2 separate regions of the Triticum aestivum genome follow, and region 1 is linked to region 2. Evidence: chromatin contacts called from public Hi-C data. All regions are on one chromosome and are shown on one strand. Each heading gives the region's core, a stretch centred on a gene start, on an enhancer-like site or on the middle of the called end of the contact. The rest is flanking DNA. Distances are from core to core; before and after follow the strand shown.

Region 1 (3,354 bases), core at 335-2,834, 130 kb after region 2:
ACTGCTCCGTGACCGTCTCCCTACCTCCATTAACATTGCTAAAAGGAACGGTCCGGCAACAGGGCCGTGCGCGCTGTGTGGGAACCCTGAGGATGCGAATCACGTTTTCTTCCAATGTACTCTGGCGCGTTTCGCTTGGAGTGCAATGCGCGAGGCGGCTGGGGTCTCTTGGACCCGCGCTCCTCGTCCGAGCTTGTGGATCTCCTGGACTCGGTTCAGGGTCAGGGCAAGAGGGTGCTTTGGACTAGTATAGGAGCGATGCTTTGGTCCTTGTGGCTGACCCGTAACAAATTTACCATCGAAGGACAGTACCCGTCGCACCCAGCTAACATCATATACAAATGCTATATCCTCTTGCAGCAATGGAGTCCGTTGGTGAAGCAGAAGGACGCTGGTCTCATGAAGCTTGCCCAAGTTCGTGTTCACCAAGTCTATGTTGCGGCTAGGGAGCCGGTGTTGCCAACCTAAGGATGGGGAACGTATTTTGTTGGCGAGTCTGCGCACTCCAGGCCATGGGCTTCGGCCTTGTAACGCGATCGCTGCCAGGCTTAGAACCTTTAGGCCCTGTTTGGTTCGGCTGTGGATTTCTAAAAGCAGTTGTGAAAAATCTGCTGTGGAAAAACAGATGTGGAAAATCTGATGTGAAAAAGATGTAGGTCATTTGACAAACCAGCTGATACAGCTGTTTCAGATTTTGGCCCGCATCGGAATCATATTTTGGAAAGCACGTCCTGGGCTGCTTCCGCTTTTGGTTCAAATTTTGGCAGCAGATTTCTGGAATCGGATTCTGCTGGGTTCGCCCATTGGTTCAGATTCTGCTGCGCTGCAGTGGAATCCGTCGATAAAAGCTGAACCAAACAGGGCCTTAGTCTTATGTTGCTACGCATAGCCCTGGCTTTTGTCTCCGCAGTGTTATGACCGTGTGACTGGCACTCTGCCTGTTCCGTTGTGGGCTTTATTAATTTAAAGCCGGACGCTCCTAGCGTCTTCGTTTTAAAAAAAAAAAAGTCTCGTCCACAGAATGGTGCCACTATTGTTGTCGTGCATATAACATGAGATTAGGGAGGCGTCAGGGAGGCGTCATTAGCAAAATAGTCGCAACAATGAGATCTCACAATAAAAGAGCAAAAGAATAAGTTAAATCAGATTCGATGCAAGGGGACCTTGTGCAATAGAAAGAGAGAAAACAAACAAGCAATACTGTAATTATGATCTCGATATGGTCAGATTGGAACATAAAACACCTTTGCTACTTGAACTAGTATAATGATCGGGATATGCTCAGATTGGAATCGAGCGAAATGATAGCTCAGATTGCAGAAGTAAATATGGTGTATCTTGTTTACATTCAGACGATACCGCCGATAGTAGGGTACCAGGAACGTCGGCATGGTCGGTGCACCCGTCACGGAGGAGCACCACCTGAACTGAACTTGCGTCCGACTGTCTGGCCACAGCCGTTGACTGGCCGGCGCCGCACACGCACAGACCCCGAGCCAGCAGAGCCCTCCCTGTCCGTCCGATCTTCGGGGGGCGGTGTCGAGATCCCGGACACCTTTAACCGCCTCGGGCAGGCCCCACCGACGCACCCCACAGTTTCGAATTCAAACCCCTCCCCCCTCTCTCTCCCCTCCCTCCCCACGCGGCGCGCTGCTCCCGAATCGAAGCTTCCAGAAGCCTACGCGGAGGCGCGCCGGGACCCGAGCGGAGGGCGGAGGGCCGGAGGCGCATGGCGGAGGCGCGGAGGGTGTCGTTCCGCGACGGCCGCTTCGCGTCGCGGAAGACGGAGGAGGCTGGTACGCAGATCTCTCGTCGCCCCCCATCCATGGCTTCTTGCTTGATCGGTTCATCCCTGTAGGCTGTAGCGCGGTGCTTCCTTTGAGATTCCTGCGGCGCATCTTCTTCTTCTTTCTTGCTGCGCCTCGTTTTGGTTCGGTTCTGGGCGGGTTTGCGCTGAAGCGAGCGCGTGGCCATTTTGGGGCGCGTTTGTTTTAGTAACTTTGGCGGAGGGCTCGCGGGAATCGCGCGGTTCCATTTCTGGATACCATATTGAATCACGGGATCCTCTGGATATTGTGCCATCTGAGGCGCAGCGATTAATTTCCCCCCCTGCTTCTTATGGGTCAAATCGATGCACTTGTTGGCGGAAGTTCGTTGTACAAATCGGGGTTCGTCAGACTCAGACGTGCTGCTGTGCCTTCAACCCTAGTTCCGCAGTACGTTTCGGTGATTCCTGAATCTGTCGCTGCTATCTTTGCTCCAAGAACCCGTGCAAAGCAGTGAAAGTGCAGCTTTTATTCCGATTATTATTATTATGCATGCTTTCATTTCTGTAAGAAAAACAATGGTAGTTGCGGAGAAAAATCCTAAATCAGATTGTGCAGTTGGCCAGTTCTAATTACACTTTTAATGCAAGAGTGCCATTCTTGCAGCTAGAACGCCGCATTACTGCATTTCCTTGCATATGTAGCCAATACTACCATGTTTAGTTTAACATGCCACAATTTCCAACACATGGAGTTGTGCTTGTGTAAATCTCATTGGCTCACTGTACTTCTTGCTTTGGTTTGTGCAAGCATGGAGACGGCACCAGGCTGCAGCCTGGCTAGAGAGCATGGTTGGGCCCTTCGGCCTTACCCATTGCCCATCGGAACAAGAATTTGTCGCTGCTCTAAGAAACGGCATTGTCCTATGCAAGGCCATCAACAAAATACAGCCAGGTGTTGTGCCAAAGGTTGTTGCAAACGCCCCCTGCGATAGCCAGCCATCGACGGCTTTTCAGTATTTCGAGAACATCCGCAATTTCTTGGTTGCTGTTCAGGCGCTAAAGTTGCCGAGCTTTGAGGCCTCTGATTTGGAGAAGGTTTGCTAGCTATCCTTACCGTGTTAATCTTGATGATGGATCGATGCCCATTAGCCACGACGCTAATTTGGTTGTTTGTGCAGGATAATCTTGATGCTGGGTCAGTGGGCAAGATAGTTGATTGCGTCAATTCTCTGAAGTCCTATCAGGAGCGAAAGAAATGCAGCGGAACCTATGGGCCAGTCAAGTATATGAAATCACCTCTTGCACCACGCTCTGCAATTCATGTTCAGTCTGAAAATGTCACTTTAGGATCTTCTACCCCTCAAAAGTGTCTAGACTTGACAGAGATTGATGCCGAGGGACAATCTTCTCAAAACGTGGGTCCTAACATGGAAGGTTTGTGATGCACTTTACTTTGCAAGTTTTGTACACTTATAGTGCTTAAATGTTTCTAGCTAATAAGTAACCTCTGTCGCCATATGGATGCTGCTGCTTTAGTTGATTTCTCAATTAATTGTGCTATTTATGTTTTGCTCCATTGTTTTTAA
Region 2 (3,610 bases), core at 547-3,046:
TCGATTGCCGACTTGAGCACCTCCAGTGCTCCAGCGAACCTGACAGAACCCCTCAAGCTCTCCTGAGCAAAGTACCTGAGGTCATCCTCCAAGTCTCTCGCAACAGTTGACTGCTTCAGGACAGTTCCCCTCAGTGCCAGGACAGCCTTTGGAGCACCAACAGGTCTCCGCATTATCCAGTCTGATAGTGCAGCAACCTGGTCCCATTCTAGAAGTGCCCCATATATGGATCCGTCTCTGGAATCAATTAGAAGGCGCACCAGCTTGTATTTAAATGGCTTCCACCAGTTAGGAGCAATGGCAGTTTCACCAGTTCTGTTCTCTTGCCTGTCAAACTCCAATACGTACGCTGCCTGCACTAAACATGAAATTGCAATTCTTCTGTAGTTGGGATTTTTCCTGCGGAGTCATTATATTTGCTCATCAGTACTACACACATCACTAGCCTTGTTGTAAAAAGGCATGGCCTCCAGCAATGGCTGAAGTGACCAAAAATACAAGCAGAGTAAGATATCGGAAGAATAACACTCCTTAGATTAAACACTAAGTTTAGGTATATTTCAACAGCATTTATTTACATAACATCTACAACAAATTATATGGAGAGCAAGAACCATGCCATCCTTTTATTTACTAATCTTATTTTTTCTTAACAAGTGATACTAAGGCCTTAAAAGCTCATGACACGCTCATGACACAATTCCCTGTCACACAACTAATAAAGTCTAACGTGGCAAAAAGTTAAAACTTATATAATGCATTAATACTGATTCTCCTTCAGTCAACGTGTTGGCAGCCTTGACCAGTGAGAAAAACATGCTTTCTACACTCATGACACTTAGATGATGGAAATTTAGAGTAAAACATCGACACTGACAACATACACTGGGCACAAAAGAAATCCTATAGGGCTTGGGTCCTATGAAAATGTGTGGTTGGGCCCTATTCTGAGTAGTATAACATGTCGCATCTATTTTGATCAAGTACACTGTCCCTTATCACCAACAATAGGTACTGCTTCCACTTGTAATCCTTTGAACAGGATCCGATATCACACTCATAGGGCCTGAATTCTACAGGATTACCTGCCCATTGGCCATCGGCCCTGCTAGTTTGTTGTGAAAACTCTTTACGCCCCATTCCCCATATCGATGCCAACCAGTGTCATATGAAACAACGCCTTTTGCATCCCAGCTGACTCAAACAAAACAACAGGCAAGATAGACAGCCACGGCCAAGACAGTATTTCAGCTTCGACAGAGGGCGAGGCGAGAAATAGGGATAACATGAGTGGGCATTTCAGCGGACGGCAGACAGCGAGGGTGGCTTTGACGGCGTGCTCAGACAGACTACGCTAAGAATCCCCAAACCTAGACTTGCAAATCAAGACGACATAGTTCAGATTTGGAATAACCCGCACGCAGATTGTTACCAACAGTACGCGGCGGCGGCGGCGGACAGTACGCGCTATCGTGCCATGCGTTCTAGGGGGGAGGGGAAGGGAGGAGGGAGTGGGAGTGGGAGCGAACCAGGCAGAGCGGCCGGGGCTGGAGAGGTTGCGAGGCCCCGTGGTGTGGAACTCCCACGCCGGCGGCTTGGCGCCGCCTCCGTTGCTGCCCATCGCCTGCGCCTCTTGGGCGGAGGAGTGGCGGTGCATTAGCGGTGAAGGAAAGGGCGCCGAGGAAGGAAGGCGTAGGGTACTCGGTTTCGTCAACGGCTGGGTTCCGCACGGCGCTTTTCTTTGCTACTGCTCACGCGCGACGCGCCAGCCACTGGTCATTTCTTACTGCGAACCTCTTTTGTCTGCTTATTACGAGCCGAAGCGTGTCGTAGGGGATCTCCTTGTATTATTTTAGGAAAAGAAAGAAAGTGACGGCAATTTATTTATTTATTGGCATACAGAAGTGGTAGCGTGGCATCCTCGAAAAAGAGTGAGGGCCAAACGGTCTCCTACCGTCGTACGGTTAGAGCATCTCCAACAGGCGCCGAACGCACCGCGCGCTAAAAACTGCTTTGTCGCGCGTCCATCGTCTGGTTTAGCGCGGCGCGCAGCGCTGGCTCCAGCAGCCGCGCTAAAAGTAGCGCGCGCAGCTTCAGCAGTGCGCAAAAATGCAGCGCGCGCGACTCTGGCACAAACAACATATGCATTCCAAAACAGAAGCAAAAAGATCAAACAAAAACAAAAACAAATCAAAATAAATAGTTCAATTTCGTTATTATAACTCAAACAAACAGTTTATCGTTCAATATAACAAATAGTAAACACAACAAATAGTTCAACAATACAATATCGAACGCACAAATCATGATGCTCTTTGTCGTCCATTCCATGCCCACCACTCCTCAATGAGATCCTTCTGAAGATCATTATGCGCTGCGGGACGTCGAATGGCATGATAGGAGGCAACAAAACGGGCCACCCTTTCAGCCTTCCGTCGCACTCGCACGGGATGTCCCAAGAGCTCATACTGAGAGTAGTCTACATCTTGCCCACGCTCATTCTCGATGATCATGTTATGCATGATCACACAAGCGTGCATGATGTACCAAAGCATTTTCTGATCCCAAAATCTAGCCGGTCCTGTCACAATAGCAAATTGGGCTTGCAAAATCTCAAAAGCTCTCTCCACATCTTTTCTAGCCGCCGCCTGAGCATTGTGAAAATCAAGATTTTTCTTACCTTCTGGCTTTTTCAACAGCTTGACAAAGGTTTGCCACTTTGGATAGATGCCATCCGCTAGATAATAGCCATAGTTGTATGTACGGTCATTTGCTACAAACTGCACCGGTGGCAACTCACCATTTGCAATCTTATTCATCAGTGGTGACCGGTTGACAACATTGATGTCATTCAAAGATCCAGGCATTTCAAAGAATGCATGCCAAATCCAAGTCTCTTGATCGGCCACCGCTTCAAGGATTATAGTGGAACCCTTTTTTTGGCCGTGGAATTGCTCATGCCATGCCTTTGGACAATTCTTCCAACTCCAATGCATGCAATCTATTGAGCCAAGCATGCCAGGAAAGCCGCGAGCTTTGTTCATTGCCAATAGCCTTGCGGCGTCTTCAGCATTGGGATATCTCAAATACTCCTCGCCAAACACTTGCACAATTCCGACTGCGAAACGCTTGACACACATGATGGCTTGGCTCTCACCCATAGCCAAGTGATCATCAACTAGATCAGCCGGTATACCGTATGCCAACATACGCAAAGCGGCTGTCACCTTCTGAAAGGTGCTATGCCCGAGCTCTCCGGCGGCATTCCTCCTTTGCTGAAAAAAGCGGTCATGGCTCGCTAGTTTCTCTGCAATGCGCCTGAACAACTCGGTGCTCATCCTAAACCGGCGACGAAAATACGACTCGGGGTATGTGGGATTCTCCGCAAAATAATGCCTGATCAATCTGTTGTGGGCATCGATCCTATCCTCCAAATTTTCTGCCGACCCATAACCCAACCACCGTGCTTCGGTTTTTTATTGATATGCATAGCTAGGATCATTGCAAGATCCTCCTCCTCTTCCATATTAAATTCTTCTTCGGAAGAATCATACGACGAACTCATCTACAATGTTCAATACTATGCTATAAAAACTGCAATCAACATGCA

What was found. A called contact is a pair of places that touch in the nucleus more often than the background predicts.
Region 1: a contact with region 2 is called in a Hi-C map of leaf, with 2.7 times the contacts expected there. The contact joins the promoter of LOC123077989 here to the promoter of LOC123077986 in region 2. A contact is called at or near these places in 3 of 5 Hi-C or Micro-C datasets (leaf and root).

Annotation. Positions count from the first base shown.
Region 1 is chr3D:153,298,012-153,301,365 of IWGSC CS RefSeq v2.1, forward strand. It overlaps LOC123077989 (kinesin-like protein KIN-14A), which reads left to right and starts at 1,585. Exons shown (of 19, transcript XM_044500375.1): 1 at 1,585-1,796; 2 at 2,577-2,863; 3 at 2,947-3,202. The coding sequence starts at 1,730.
Region 2 is chr3D:153,168,990-153,172,599 of IWGSC CS RefSeq v2.1, forward strand. LOC123077986 (GDSL esterase/lipase At4g10955) reads right to left here and starts at 1,797. Exons shown (of 2, transcript XM_044500370.1): 1 at 1,530-1,797; 2 at 1-399. The coding sequence starts at 1,657.